3 separate regions of the Mus musculus genome follow, and regions 1 and 3 are each linked to region 2. The links are chromatin contacts, called in public Hi-C and HiChIP or PLAC-seq maps. All regions are on one chromosome and are shown on one strand. The core of a region is the stretch at or near the end of the contact, and the rest is flanking DNA. Distances in the headings are between cores, read along the strand shown. Region 1 overlaps Megf11 (multiple EGF-like-domains 11). Region 2 holds the start of Tipin (timeless interacting protein). Region 3 overlaps Megf11 (multiple EGF-like-domains 11).

Region 1 (4,822 bases), core at 1,563-4,062, 410 kb after region 2:
CTAGCTATGTCCACAGAGGTATACACTACATGTGTATCGGAGCTACCAGGTGCCTACAGTCAGGCTGGGGAAGGGCTGGCACTTGGGGGCAGAGTGAAGGCACAGAGGGCATGGCATCCATGGTTTGACACCTAACAAAAGGAAGCTGTTTTCCTCCAAGAAATCACTACCTACCCCGCGAGGGCTGGAGAGACAGCTCAGTGGGGAGAAGGCTTGCTGAGCTCACTTTCTAGGGTCCATGCCAGGCAGCTGACAACTGCCTCTGATATCACTTCCAAGGGATCTGATGCCTTCGTCTGTCTTCCACAGGCACATGCTCACATGTGCACATACTTGTGCAAGACACATTAAAGAAATATTAAAGAAATATATATCTGGTAATGGAGCCTTCTAGAAGGTTTTGATTCTCGAGACCTACATCCGCAATGTTCAGTGGACAGTCAGATTCAATAGGAAATGAGACCGAATTTCCTGCCCTTGCAAAGCTTAGGCCAGAGGACCAGGGGTAGGGGTGGGGGTGGGGGACAAGGAGAAGGGTGATGTTTGGCCCCAGTGGCTTGAGTGCCTGTTCCTTCTCCAAGCATTGTAGGGGATACCAGAAGGGGTAGGACTCAGGCTTGGCTGGAAACCGCTGTCAAGTCTCAGTGATAGGAGAGTTTGAAGAAGAAGCTACTTGAAGCCTCAGATAGAGACATAGCCACCCAGAAGATGGAAGATGGAAGATGGAAGATGTATGGGACAGCTAGGACTAAGTTTAGATAAAACCTAATAAAAATCCCTAATAACTGGCTTGAAGATGATATACATTGTTTCACCTACATACTAAGAAAACCAAAAAGATCTAAGAGCAGGCTCCTGGAGAACACTAGGGTAGAAAGATGTCAGTGTCTTAAGTCTTGCTCCATCTTATTGTTCCAAGGGAGGTGACACTTAAGATGAGTCTTATAGGCAGGATGTCCATAGCCGGACTTGAGGGTCATGGGAATTTAGACGGCATTAGCCATAGGAAAGCACGGAGAAGAAAGGCCAGGAGTGTCCAGAGAAGGGTGTGTGTGGTGGTCCATGTGTCTAGGAGGTTAGTCAAGAATAACCCAGGGAAAAGCCAGTGGCTGGGAGGTCGTCTAGGAATGCTCAGCAGAGTGTCCAGAGACACCAACTCCTCCTTAGGCCTTCCTACCTGTAAGACCCAAGACTACTGACATCCCCTCTATGGACCTCAGCCTGTCCTTGTAAAAAGGAATTAGGACAGGGCCTCTTGGGGAGCTGCTGTTGTGGAGAAGGGCAACTGCCACTGTAGGTGAAGGTTCCCATCCAGATCACACCTAGAGTAGTCAGGGCTGTGGCCTAGGAAACTTGGGGTGTGGCTGTGTGGGTGGTGGCTCTTAGGGCCTGGGAAGGCTCCGGTGCCAGGCTTCCCTGTGCCCACAGTGTGTGCTGGAGGGCACTTCGGGCAGGACTGTGCCCAGCTCTGTTCCTGTGCCAACAATGGGACCTGCAGCCCCATCGATGGCTCCTGTCAGTGCTTCCCTGGGTGGATTGGCAAGGACTGCTCACAGGGTAAGCTGGCACCCCTGCAAGTGTCCCCCGTTCTCCTGCAGACAAGGATATCCGCCCATTTATTTCTTTATATTGTTTCTGTGTGTATGATAAGTGCCACAGCAAGGATGTGGAAGTGAGAGACCAACTCTCTAGCACCAGTTCTCTTCAGCTTTTATGTGAGTTTCAGGGATCAAACTTGGGTTCACCACAGGTTTGGGTGGCAAGTGCCTTTATCCACTGAGCCATGTCACTGTTCCCTGATCCTGAAAGTCCCATTTTATGCTACATCAAACTTGAGTTACTGGAACTGACCATGGATATGGTTACTGCAGGTTATTAAGGGCATCAATACTGCCATTAGTGCTGTGAATCCTGAGAATTATACTCCACTAGCATCTGCCTATAGAAGATGCAGTCAGGATATAGAGGAGGAGGAGGGAACAAGACCGGTATGCTTGAGTTTGTGAATGGCAAGGCTAGCATAGCCACTCTTAGAAGAAGGGGAACACCTGTGGGATGGCCCCCTGTGAGTGATGTCCTGAACACCTTAGGCCTTAACATGGAGCTACAGTCTGATACCAAGGTAACAACCCCTTCCCAAAGGGGCCCCAGCCTTGGCCTAATTAATTAGCTCCTTGTCTAATGGGTGAGACACTGTCAGTACCTGTAAGGAGGTCTCAGTTAAATGGCCGGACCTGGAAGAATTCCATTTTGATGAAAGCCACAGGCTCCAATCTCAAACAGCACCTGAACCCAAAGACAAGACTGGCCCTGCCACCTGTGGAGAAGTCAGAGCCCTTGGTGTTACTCCACCCCTGTCCCTGTGAGTCCCTCTATGAATGGAGGTGTAGGAGCCCTTCGAGTAGGGCTGCCTTAAGTCATCCAAGATTAGAATAGGCAGAGTCTGGTCTTCATAGCAATCCCAGGGGTTGAGGCCAAGAGGAGAGCTGATTCTGTGACTAGTATATCAAGTCCCCAAAGGCCAAGAGATGCCCCTCTGGGTCTGTCCAGGTGTTCTGGCTCTGATGTGTACCCACCTCCCCTTCCTTTCCTCCTGCTCCTTTGTCCTGCCCTCCCCCTCTGCATCCCACCCACCCCACCCCCACAGCCTGCCCATCTGGGTTCTGGGGCTCTGCCTGCTTCCACACATGCAGCTGCCACAACGGGGCGAGCTGCAGCGCCGAGGATGGGGCCTGCCACTGCACCCCTGGCTGGACTGGACTCTTCTGCACGCAGCGTAAGCCCTGCCTCCCAGACACTCCCAGTCATATGCTGCAGCCTACTGGCCACTTTGCGAATAGCCCTGGTTTGCAGAGAGGGAGGGAAGAGGCTGGCCCCAGGACCAGCCACACCTCAGGATCATCCAAAGTCTTGAGAGGGCAAGGCTATAAGGGTATCCCAGCAATCAACCAGATCAGACCCTTGGACCATGGGGAAGAAATCCCAGGGCTGCACAGCAGAGACCAGAGCTTGTCCTCTGCTGCTGAGGCCCTAGTTGCATGGATAACCTTGTCCCTACCCTCCTCCCCTTTAGCCCAAGGTTCAGTGGGTACAGATGTCTCTGTGGGCCTCGCTCGTCTTTATCCCATGCTGCGCAGGAAGCAGCAGACCAGCCTGGTCCCAGCAACATTTCCTCAGTTTTCCTGAGCCCACACCAACTGTGACCTGTGGTCTTGTTGCAGGTTGCCCTTCAGCATTTTTTGGGAAGGACTGTGGGCACATATGCCAGTGTCAGAATGGAGCCAGCTGTGACCACATCACTGGGAAATGCACCTGTCGAACAGGCTTCTCTGGCCGCCACTGTGAACAGAGTAAGCTACCCTAACCTGGGAAAGTTGCTTCTTTCAACCCCATCCTCCCCATACCCAACCCCCATCCAGGGTACTGGGCTCCTGTATTCCAGACTTTGAGGACAACTTCTGGGGAAGACTGAAGGCTAACCCTATACACTCATGCTGTGAGGATTTCTTTCCTCTTTAGATAGGGCTGAGGTGTGATAGGCATAGGAAGGAGGGGCCAGATGAAGGCAGGATTTTCCAGCTCTTTAAATGAGTTCAGGAGGGAGAGGTGTGCACTGACTCTACCCATCCCCAGCTATCTATGCACAATGGGCAATCTAGTTCAATAGGCTCCACTGTGGGTGGGACACAATGATCTCTTGCCATGAACTTCTCCACCTGGAGTGGGAGGGGTGGAGTGTGGCTGTGTCTCACTGTCTACTTGCATTCTGCATGCCAAACAGGATGTGCCCCTGGAACCTTTGGATATGGGTGTCAGCAGCTATGTGAGTGCATGAACAATGCCACTTGTGACCACGTCACTGGTACCTGTTACTGTAGCCCGGGATTCAAAGGAATCAGGTGTGACCAAGGTAACATACAGGTGGCAGGGTGCCTGGACAGGGTGGGAAGGGCCCAATTATGGGTGGCTTTGGAGAGTTCTAACCAGACCAGTTGAGTTTTATGACATTACCTTTTATTCACAGTTGGGAGCCTCTCTTCATAGCATTTCTGCTAATCCTCTGGTAGTTCCCCCATGAGCGAGGCAAGAGTGAACCAGAGGCTAGTGCTGGGAAAGGGCACCAGTCAGGCTACACTGCAACACTTGCCTAGTTGACTTCTGCCACTCCCTGCTAGGTGTCTCTGGGCAGGTCATTTCCTCTGCTGGGTCTTTTACTCCACATTCAATTGAACAGACATTAACCTTTGTCCAAAGGGCTCAACTTGACTCTAGCTCTATGCCTAGGTGACATTGCATGGTACAGCTGAGAGGGATCAAATCCAGTCAATTCAAGAAAGGTCTCAGCACAGTGCCTGGCACATGTGAGCACTCTGTAAATGATGGCTTTGTACATGGGAAGTCCTTTTGTTTTGCAGATGTGGGAGGCTATTGTTGGTTTTAGAAGATGGGGATAGAAAACAGGCTCTCAATTACCCACATCAGACACACTTACTTTGCAATGTGAAGCTATGCAGCTCAGGCAAATGCAACATTGGCTGTCCTAGAAGTGACAACCCACTTTCTTTAGCCAGTAGCAGAGAACCAAGGGGGGGTCTAGATCCTGCACATTAAGAAATCAGATGCTTGCCAGGGCAGTCAGAGGGACTTAGCCACACATATATAATCAAGAGTTATCTTAGGGCAGTAACAGGCAGTCACAGAGCTACCAGCTGTCAAGGCCAGTCTATCATTTGGTGTTCATGACTCCCCAGGGAAGCTGGCGTTGCTGTCCCTATGAACCTTCTAAGTCACATGGCTGGTAGAGCAGGAAGAGTAGCAGAAG
Region 2 (4,839 bases), core at 1,404-3,903:
CTGGGAACAGAACCTAGGTTCCCTGAAAGTGATGAACCAACCTGCCTCCATCTTAGACTTAAAAGCCATCTTATAGTAACGACAAACTAGGCCCACTCCTGTTTATAACTAGGCTGGCCTTGAACTCAGAAATCCACTTGCCCCTGCCTCCTCAGTGCTGGGATTAAAGGCCCGGCTGACCTGTAATCTTAACTACAAATGGTTTTGCACTTCCTGTTCCAGGAACAACCATCTTGCAATCCTTCCTTTGGTTCAAAAAGCTGGGCTGGAGAGATGGCTCAGTGGTTAAGAGCACCAACTGCTCTTCCGAAGGTCCTGAGTTCAAATCCCGACAACCACATGGTGGCTCACAGCCATCCGTAATGAGATCTGATGCCCTCTTCTGGTGCATCTGAAGATAGCGACAGTGTACTTGGATATAATAAACAAATCTAAAAAAAAAAAAAAAAAAAAAGGTTAAGTCAACCTTGTATGACCACCTTGTAATTATGTCTGTGTGTCAGGAGGGCGATACGACTAACGTGTCATGCGTCATGCTTATGTTCTCCTCCTGTAACCCTGCCTATTTCCTCACCAACCCCCTCCATTGGAAACACTCACCCCAGAGCTTTAAAAACCCTGTCTTCCTCACGCCCAAGGCTGATCTCTTGATCCCCGCTTTTAGGTGTGCAGGAATAAAGAAAAAGCTTGCTTTAATTAATTTGGCCATGATGATTTGGGTCGGTGTTCTTTCTCCTCCAATCTTTGGAGTTAACACAGGAGCACGAGATACTCGTAACTGTTGAGCAATCTTTCCAGCCCCACCCAGCTCTGCTTTTATTTTGTATGTGGGTGTGAGGTACAGAATCAGGAGGTGAGCACTGGTTGCTTCCCTCACAATCTCATTGTTAAAAAAGACTTCCTGTGGGGCTGGAGAGATGGCTCAGTGGTTAAGAGTGCCGATTGCTCTTCTGAAGGTCCCGAGTTCAAATCCCAGCAACCACATGGTGGCTCACAAACATCCATAACGAAATCTGATGCCTTCTTCTGGAGTATCTGAGGACAGCTATAGTGTACTTACATATAATAAATAAATAGATCTTTAAAAAATACTTTTATATGTATGGTTGTGTATGTAATACATATATGCCTGTGTACATACATACCCATGCATAAATAAACCTACATACATAAATAAACCATATATGCATCTATACATACCCATAACTACATGAATAAACCATTCATATTTACATACATATCCACACATATAAACATACATACATAAACCATGATATACATACATAAATCTACAGAGTGCTTGGTTCTCTGGAGGTCAGAAGAGAGCCTCAGATACCCTGGAATCATACACGGCTGTGTCACTATGTGAGTGTACTAGAGTCCCCTACATGAGCAACATGTACTCTTAATGGTTAAGCCATCTGTATGTCTCAGCCCCCCCCCCCCCCCTTTGAGACAGGGTCTCTCACTGTGCCTGGAACACATCAGTTAAACCTGGCTGGCTGGCTAGCCAGCTGGAGGAATCTGATTTTTGCCTTCTCAGAATCGGGATTCCGGGTAATATCAAGCTGTTTTTTAACCTGGGTATTGGAGATCTGAACTCAGCTCATCATGCAATGTGGGGGAGTCCTTTACCCTCTGAGGGATCTCCCCAACCCTGCCCTCCCTTTTTGTTGTTTGTTTTGAAACAATATCTCACTGTGTAGCACTGGATGGCCTGGAACTCCAGGGATCTGCCTAAGATTAAAGGTAAACACTGGATCCAATACTTTTTTTTTTTTTTTTTTTTTTTTTGATTTTTCGAGACAGGGTTTCTCTGTGTAGCTCTGGCTGTCCTGGAACTCACTTTGTAGATCAGGCTGGCCTCGAACTCAGAAATCCACCTGCCTCTGCCTCCCAAGTGCTGGGATTAAAGGCGTGTGCCACCTCGCCCGGCCGGATTCAATACTTTTAAAGAAAACAGGGAACCCTCCTTTTTTTGTTGTTGACATATTTCTTTTTTCTTTCTTAAAGATTTATTTTATGTATGTGAGTACACTGTAGCTGTCTTCAGACACTCCAGAAGAAGGCATCAGATCCCATTACAGATGATTGTGAGCCACCATGTGGTTGCTGGGGAATCGAACTCAGGACCTCTGGAAGAGCAGTCAGGGCTCTAGTCACTGAGCCCTCTCTCCAGCTCTTGACATATTTCTTTGGGTCTACACGTCTAACCCTAACTACAAACTACAATCTTTTCCTCATATCTTTATTTAATTAACAAAATTCATAGTCGTGGCATTTTGCTATTCTGAAGATGCAGTAATTTTCCAGCCAAAGTTGTTTGACACTACGTTTTACTCCTCTACAAATCAGTTTTCTTTTCTTTCTTTTTTTTTTTTTTCTCGTAGACGCTGGCCTGGAACCTGTGGCGATCCTCCTACCTCAGCCTCCGAGTGCTGGGATTCCAGGCGTGCACTATTATGCCTGGCTTCCATCGTTCGTGTTCTAAACCCGGAGACCTATTTCTGGAGCTAATAAAGCGCCCAGAACTCATTGCCGTCCCAGACATTCCGGATGGGTAGGCGGGCTTCCGAGCGCGGTGGGCGGGGCTCAGACCCTTAGGCTCCTCCCACGCCTCTTCGCCTACCCTTGGCGCCAAATTTCTCAGCTTGTCTCGCGGAGCCGAGTCTCGCGAGAAGCGGTGTTGGCGCGCTTGGCGGCGGCCGCTGTCTAGGTGAGGTGAGACCGGTTTCTGTGAGCGCAGATTTTGGAAGTGGAGCCCGCGTTGCAAAGGCGGCGCGGGGCGCGGGAGATGGGGTCTCACCCAGGAGCCAGGCGGAAGCGGGGCTGAGGAGGAGCGGGCGGAGCGGGTGGGAGGCGCCGCGGGAGGATGGCGGGCCTGCACCGGAGCCGCGCGCACGGACCTAGCTGAGAGGGAGGCTGGGAAGCGGACTCGAGGGGAGGCGAGGGAGAGGTGACATCCCTAGGGCTGGCGCCGACGGTGGGACGAGAGTGAGGGTGGTGGGACTTCCTTTAGGGCGAGGAGCTCCTGTTTTGACAACTAGGGAAAACGGTAGGTTGGAAACAGGTCCGGGAAGGACTTGTGGATCGGATGTTGAATTTGTCACGCACACTGCTCTGGGAGTTTGAGGACCTGGAGGGGGAAAGAGACTTAACTCGTTAGTGTCTAAAACACGTGTGACAGTTGTCAAGGAGAGAAGGAAGGGCTGTGAACATCTAATTCTTTACAAACACTGAGAGAAACCAGTTTACTGATAAGCCCCACTGTGCTTTTTTGGTTAATTGCTGGTTATTGTAGTTTTAAGTCCTGTTCTCAAACTCCCATTAGAATGGGATTGAGTGTACTAACTAGATGTTTTGAGGATTGGGGTGCTTGTTCTGGGCCTGGAACCCAGGCCAAGTGGTCCTAGGTAGAGTTATAATCTACCCTTGGTTCCCACATTTAAAGGTACTCAAAGACGTAGCGGTTTATTATCAGGAGCCAGTACTTTGTTTTTATAAATTTACGGTCACAAATTTAGAATTGGGGACAGCTAGTAAAGGCGATATAGTGCTGGGGAACAAGCCTTACTGAGTGTGATCCCTGGGTCTCATGCAAAGCTGGAAGGAAAGAATTGACTCTACCCACAGAGTCCTTTGCTACTTTGTGGATTCTTTCTTCCACCCTTCTCTACCCTTAATCTACCCTTTAGGCTCCCTAAAAAACGAGAGGATAGGGGGAAAAATGGCAACATTATCTTTACCCTGCAGATGAGGAGTGTCAAGTTCCTTGGGGCATGTTTGAGGCAAGGTGAGGACCTTGAGGATGTGTTATTTCTTCTCTTGCTCACCACTAAACAAAACCACAGCCAACAGCAAGCAGTCAATCCTGGCCTTTACCCTCTGAAAAGTCCTGAGGAAGCTATCTGCAGTTAGCAGAATCGCCGTTACAGCATTAGAGCTCAAGGCCTGTCATACCAGCTGCTGTGGGCAATCTGAAGCAGCCAATTCCCATACCAGGAGTTAAAATGAAGAAATAATATTTCTGTGCTTTTTTAAAAAAAAGATTTATTAATTTTATGTATGTAAGTATACTGTAGCTGCTTAGACACACCAGAAGAGGGCATTGAATCCCATTACAGATGGTTGTGAGCCACCATGTGGTTGCTGGGAATTGAACTCAGGACCTCTAGAAAAGCAGTCAGTGCTCTTAACTGCTAAGCCATCTCTCCAGCCCATTTCTGTGCTTTTTTTTTTTTTTAAAAAAGAAACCACCACTGGGCATGCCTTTAATCGCAGTACTTGGGAGGTAGAGGCAGGCGGATTTCTGAGTTCGAGGCCAGCCTGATCTATAGAGGTGAGTTCCAGGACAGCCAGGGCTACACAGAGAAACCCTGTCTTGAAAAACCAAAAAAACAAAACCCAAAAAAACAAAACCCACAATTCCAAAATTGTCATTACAGGTTGTCCTTTGACCTCCCCCGGTGGCACATAATGCACTCTTATTATACATACAACAAACATAAATTTAAAGAAGTAATAAATTTAGAAGTTTTGGGGATGTTTTAGACATGTCCTGAGTATAATATCTTTAGCTGTTTTTGTTTTTTAAGATTTTTTTTTTTTACATGAGTACACTGTCGCTGTCTTCAGACACACCAAAAGAGGGCATCAGATCCCATTACAGATGGCTGTGAACCACCATGTGGTTGTAGGGAATTGAATTCAGGACCTCTGGAAGGCAGTCAGTGCTCTTAACCACTGAGACATCTCTCCAGCCCATATTTTTAGTTTTAATTTAGGAAATTTTGAAGGTTTAAGAATGTGTATCTTGCTGGGCAGTGGTGGCTCACATCT
Region 3 (4,905 bases), core at 1,669-4,168, 360 kb after region 2:
TCTACAACACGTCACCCCTAGGCACTTGGGAGATACCAAGGGGACAAGTGAGGGATGAGAGTGGCTAAGTAAAGCTCCAAGTCCCTGTGACAACATTCTGTCTCCTTATCCAGGACACGGTTTTGTTATATTCTGTTTGGGGCTGTTCCAGAGAGAATGGAGGTTACTGCCAGACATGGCAGGTCACACCCACAACACTTTGGAGGCTCAGTAAGTGTTTGAGGCCAACTTGAGCTGCATAGTGAAATCCTCTCAATAAAGAAAAGAAAAAATTAGGAAGGTATGGATTTGTACCTGAAATGCAAAATGTCACTAGGTACCCAGTGGGACATGAAGGGATGCTACTAGCTTCAGATTTTCAGTTTCATGTAGGGTCACTGTGGCCCCAGAAGATGTAGGAATTGCTTGTCTAGATCCTGAGGCTGCTCACAGTGGTGGGTGGAGAAGAAACAGCCAGCTCTGAGCTATCACTCATCTGCTTTACAGCCACCCTCCAAGCTTCCCATCTTGGAATCCCCCAGTGAGTCTCCCATGGACCTGAGCAAAGACCTGGAATCAGAATGCTTTTGGGCTGCCCTGCAACAATGTAACTTCCATGACCCTCTGACTTGCGGTCTATAACTTAGAGAATGAAGGGAACCTGTGAGGGTTAGATACTGTTCCTGCATCCAACTTCCAGGATGGGGCCTGGCACGTGGGGAGATTTAAACAGCCCTGTCATTGTTATAATGGAATCACAGCACATACACGTTGAATGCTAACTATGTGCGCTTGGCAATGAAGAGAGAGGGAGGAGGGGTACCACTCACTGGTTAAAGTGCTTGTCTAGATCCCCAGGACTTATGTAAATGTCTGTGGGTGTGGAGGCTGCCTGTACTTCCAGCTTTAGAAAGTAGAGACAGGGATCCCCAGAACAAGCTGGCAGGGGAGACTAGCCACATCCACAAGCTCTGGGTTTGGCTGCGAGACCCTGCCTCACTGAATGAGGGGAAGGGTGACTGAGGGCGATCCCTGACTTCACCTTGAGCCTCCTTGAGCACGTGTACATACACACATGCGTGTACATACACACATGCAAACATGCATATATACACATTCCAAACTGGGAAAGAGAACGAGTGAGCGCACACACAGTGGATAATTCTGTCAGTCTTCTCACCCGCTGGGAAGGTTTCCTGGAAAGAGAGTGAGCTGGGGGATGCTGCACTGCTACCCTTCAGCTTCTCTGTCCCGTGAGCCGCTCTCAGCATGAGAGGAGCCTGTCACTCTGAGTAGACTGGGAAACTGAAGGCGATGTCCACTCATAGTTTGGCAGCCCAGTCTATTTGTGTCAATATTCAAGGCACAGATGAAGAAGGCCACAGATGAATAAGCCAAGATGAGGGGGTGTGGATCAGAGACTCAGTAGTTCTGTCTACTGCAGGGTAAACAGATGCAGGCTTCTGGATAGTGACCCAACCCACTATCAGGAGAGATTTGTGTGACCCTGGCAAAGCTGGTGGAGCGCCAGCATGTTCACAGGCCACACCCATCTCTGCCTTCTTGTGCCTGCTTAGCACCTGAGTGCTTCTGTGTATCTGTTCACCCCAAGGACACCCTTCCCATACCACTCACCTGACCCTTTCCTCCCAGGGTCTAAATCCTAGAAAGCTTGGGTACAAAGATCAGCTGGCCATCTGTGCCCACAGGCAGCAGAGCCACCCTCCACTCCAGCTTGCCCAGGGCTGAGGTGCTCTTTGGAATTGAGGACTTTCGGTGCTGAAAGCAAGACAGATGGTCCTCTGGCAGGCAGACAAGTGAGCCATCTTTCACTGCCCTCTTGCAATGTGGAGCCCTCACCTGACTGCCTTAACTGGAAGCAATCTTTCTTGCCTAGAAACAGAAATCCTAGAACAGTATTTGTGCCTGTCATTAACCAAACTCCACTCCCACTCAAAGCTCCCAGTTGTTGGGGGACGTCTTATATTTGTTGTGCCCTGAGTGCACCAAAAGGGTCAAAGTGGGAGGTGATAACAGGCTGGGTAACTTTCCTGAAGTTCTGGGCTACTCTGTCCCTTTCCGTGGCTTAGAATGCAGGTCTCCAGAAAGCCATCAGTCTTGGAAACATTTAATTACAGGAATGGATCTCCTAGGTTGTCTGTCACCTCCCAGGGATACAATTTTTTTTTCCTGCTCTTTCTGAAGGAGCTTGGGCAGTGAGGAAATTGAACTGAGGAAGCAAGTAGGGGGCCTGAAAGTATTCCTGGAAGGGAGGAGGAGGAGGGAAGGGAGAGCCAGGGGTGTGCACAGTGAGTCAGAACCGTCCTTAAGTAAATGAGAATGTGAGAGGTTAAGACTGTGAGTGGGACAGAGAAAAGAGGGCTTCACAGGCCGACATGAGGCTGGGCCCAGCTGCCTGGAGAGGAACAGGGTCACAGAGCAAGGTGGCAGGCATGGCAAGAAAAGGTCCAGCTGAGAGGAGTAAGGATAGATAGACCAACCAAAGAGAGCTTCCCAGAGACAGAGGGAGGCAGAAAGCTGTGACCAGGTTTGCATTGGAGGAGGTGCCCGTGGCATCGATTGAAGTGAGCAGCAGCGCTGGAAGGCCTTTGAGGCTATGCCTTCTTTAGCTCCCGTGAACACTCGGTGGCTTGGTGGAGCCTGACAGAGGTCTCCAGATGCCAAGGACTCCATCCAGATACCCGCAACAGCTTGGTCTCCAGGGGCAGAGGAGATGGTAAGGCCAAGTGGACCCTCGTTCTAAGGAAAGCTCTGACCCAGAGTATCCTTTTTTGCAGGCTGTGACAGCGAGCACTGGGGTCCCCACTGCAGCAACCGGTGTCAGTGTCAGAACGGCGCCCTGTGCAACCCTATCACCGGCGCCTGCGTGTGCGCCCCGGGCTTCCGAGGCTGGCGCTGTGAGGAACTCTGCGCTCCTGGTACTCACGGCAAGGGCTGCCAGCTGCTCTGTCAGTGCCACCATGGCGCCAGCTGTGACCCGCGCACTGGCGAGTGCCTCTGCGCTCCTGGCTACACAGGCGTTTAGTGAGTAGCGAGGGCGTGGCTTGGGGTGGGGCCAGGGCGAGATCAGGACTCCAGGGGTGGGGAAAGAGGGGTGGGGCAGAGCCAGGAGACTCTGCTGGATGCCCAGCTGGGGACAGGGTGGGGGGGGGTGGGGGGGTGTAGGGAGGTGGGTAGCGTGGCCTGAATGACCCTGGTTTGGAACAGGTCAGGGCTGTGGCCTGGAGGCTCTCACCAGGGCTTTCAAGGCTTTTGGGCCACTTCTTAGCACCCTAGTAGGCAGGAAGAGCAGAAAGTCCCGGTTGTGACATCTGCCCTCTGACCCCAAGTGCCCCAGTGTCTTTAAGTACCCAGGCCTCACCCCTACAAGTCTCAGATTCAAGCCCTTAAATACCTGGTCCTACTGGAGACAACTCACATGGCCAGAGGGCCCTTCCTAGTTAAGGGACACAAGTGAGTTTGACCTCCTCTTCTAACTTTCATACTATGCCTGTTTGCCCCATCCTAATTGGGCCTGGTTAGAGCCCATCTGATGTATCATGTGCAGATTGGCCCCTCACTTCTGTGTCCTGGGGAAGCCATACTGATAGGGATTCCCCAGGGCAGCTTATTGGACACTCTCACAGACAAGACTGGTGCTGTCTTTCCAGCCCAGCTGAGGCTCTCTAGTGTTCTCTTAGATCCATAGCAGAAGCCAAGGATGCTGGCCATAAGACATCCTGGATTGACAGGCTCTCCTGCCCCAGTATCTGATCAGCTCCCATGAGGCCATGGTCATTGGAATGAGACCCAAGGCAATGATACAGACCTTCCCTACACTCCCACAGTGGCTGGTCCCCACACATGGCAGCTGGGAGCCTCTCAGAGCCCAGGAAAGACATTCCTTGGAGTTTCCAGCTTTTACCTTTGAAAACAGGCAGGTTTTCAGGGGCTGGAGAAATGGCTCAGTGGTTAAGAGCACTGGCTACTACTCTTCCAGAGCTTCTGAGTTTAATTCCCAGCAACCACATAGCAGCTCACAACCATCCTATAATAGGATCTGATGTCCTCTTCTGACATGCAGGCATACATGCAGAGAGAGCACTCATACACATAAAGTACATTTTTAAAAAAATCTTTAAAAGAGAGGAGAAGAAATAGGCTAGTTTTAAAAGGCAAAATCCAGGGCCACATCTTAGCACTGTTGCTTGTGATTTTTTTACCCATCTGGCGTGCCCTTTCACCCTCTCCGTGCAATCGTGCAATCCTGCAATCGGCTTCACCTTCAAAGCCTAAGTAAACCATCTTCTTAGGGAAGTCTCTCAGCCTCCTCCCCAGAACCTCTGAGTGCTGGCCCAAGTGCCCTACAGTTCAATATATTATATCTGTCTCCCCCTACTGGCAGGGATCAGAACATCCATGCTTACAGATGGTGGGGAGGGGTTTCAGGCTCTCAAGTCTGCAGGTGGGCTGGTTGCTGATGTCACCCACACCTGGGGGGAGGAGTCAGGTGCCTGGGACTGAGCACTAGGTTGCTTTTGGGAATTCTGCTGTCTGACCTCTTCCTCTCGCTGCAGCTGTGAGGAGCTGTGCCCCCCTGGGAGCCATGGAGCTCACTGTGAGCTGCGCTGCCCCTGCCAGAATGGAGGCACCTGCCACCACATCACTGGCGAATGTGCCTGCCCTCCAGGCTGGACGGTAGGTGGGCCCTCAAGATCTAGGTGGGCACCGTAAGATGTTTTGGCACCATGAAAGGCTAAATTCCCCCCACCCCTACCCCTGTTTATAGTCATAAGCTGTCATGTGACACTAGCAGTGAAGAGTCCCAGGTCTAGGGTCTGTGTGGCTGAAGGCAAGTTACTTAGCCTTTTTGAATCAGTGGCAATGTCTAGGGCTGCACTTGTAGCCCAGTTGGTAGAACACATG

The links. A called contact is a pair of places that touch in the nucleus more often than the background predicts. HiChIP or PLAC-seq counts read pairs in DNA pulled down with a chosen protein or histone mark.
Region 1: a contact with region 2 is called in a Hi-C map of cerebral cortex, with 2.5 times the contacts expected there. The contact joins the enhancer-like site here to the promoter of Tipin in region 2. A contact is called at or near these places in 9 of 39 promoter capture datasets (the HPC-7 cell line, cranial neural crest, embryonic stem cells and 6 more), 1 of 15 datasets of contacts at CTCF or cohesin (embryonic stem cells), 9 of 484 Hi-C or Micro-C datasets (B cells, the G1E-ER4 cell line, the N1E-115 cell line and 5 more), 18 of 115 datasets of contacts at active chromatin or transcription factors (acute myeloid leukemia, bone marrow-derived macrophages, effector CD8 T cells and 12 more) and 3 of 9 other capture datasets (adipose tissue, liver and pancreatic islet).
Region 3: a contact with region 2 is called in an H3K4me3 HiChIP or PLAC-seq map of fetal liver, with 5 times the contacts expected there. The contact joins the enhancer-like site here to the promoter of Tipin in region 2. A contact is called at or near these places in 3 of 39 promoter capture datasets (embryonic stem cells, erythroid cells and hippocampal neurons), 5 of 484 Hi-C or Micro-C datasets (CD4 T cells, the G1E-ER4 cell line, the N1E-115 cell line and 2 more), 7 of 115 datasets of contacts at active chromatin or transcription factors (bone marrow-derived macrophages, embryonic forebrain, embryonic midbrain and 4 more) and 2 of 9 other capture datasets (liver and pancreatic islet).

Annotation. Positions count from the first base shown.
Region 1 is chr9:64,688,574-64,693,395 of GRCm38.p6, forward strand. Megf11 (multiple EGF-like-domains 11) reads left to right here. Exons shown (of 25, transcript NM_001134399.1): 16 at 1,429-1,557; 17 at 3,222-3,350; 18 at 3,782-3,910. Among named protein-coding and RNA genes, the nearest start is that of Gm36311, 5.1 kb to the left of the region's middle. Within about 2 kb of position 2,813, at least 35 of the 459 cell types and tissues checked have an H3K27ac peak or open chromatin away from gene starts, as enhancers often do. A contact at or near this core is called in cerebral cortex, embryonic basal ganglia, epiblast stem cells and 1 more, where this site is marked.
Region 2 is chr9:64,278,932-64,283,770 of GRCm38.p6, forward strand. It overlaps Tipin (timeless interacting protein), which reads left to right and starts at 2,654. Exons shown (of 8, transcript NM_001324557.1): 1 at 2,654-2,716.
Region 3 is chr9:64,635,458-64,640,362 of GRCm38.p6, forward strand. It overlaps Megf11 (multiple EGF-like-domains 11), which reads left to right. Exons shown (of 25, transcript NM_001134399.1): 6 at 2,778-3,024; 7 at 4,557-4,677. Among named protein-coding and RNA genes, the nearest start is that of Gm36311, 48 kb to the right of the region's middle. Within about 2 kb of position 2,919, at least 36 of the 459 cell types and tissues checked have an H3K27ac peak or open chromatin away from gene starts, as enhancers often do. A contact at or near this core is called in the N1E-115 cell line, fetal liver and pancreatic islet, where this site is marked.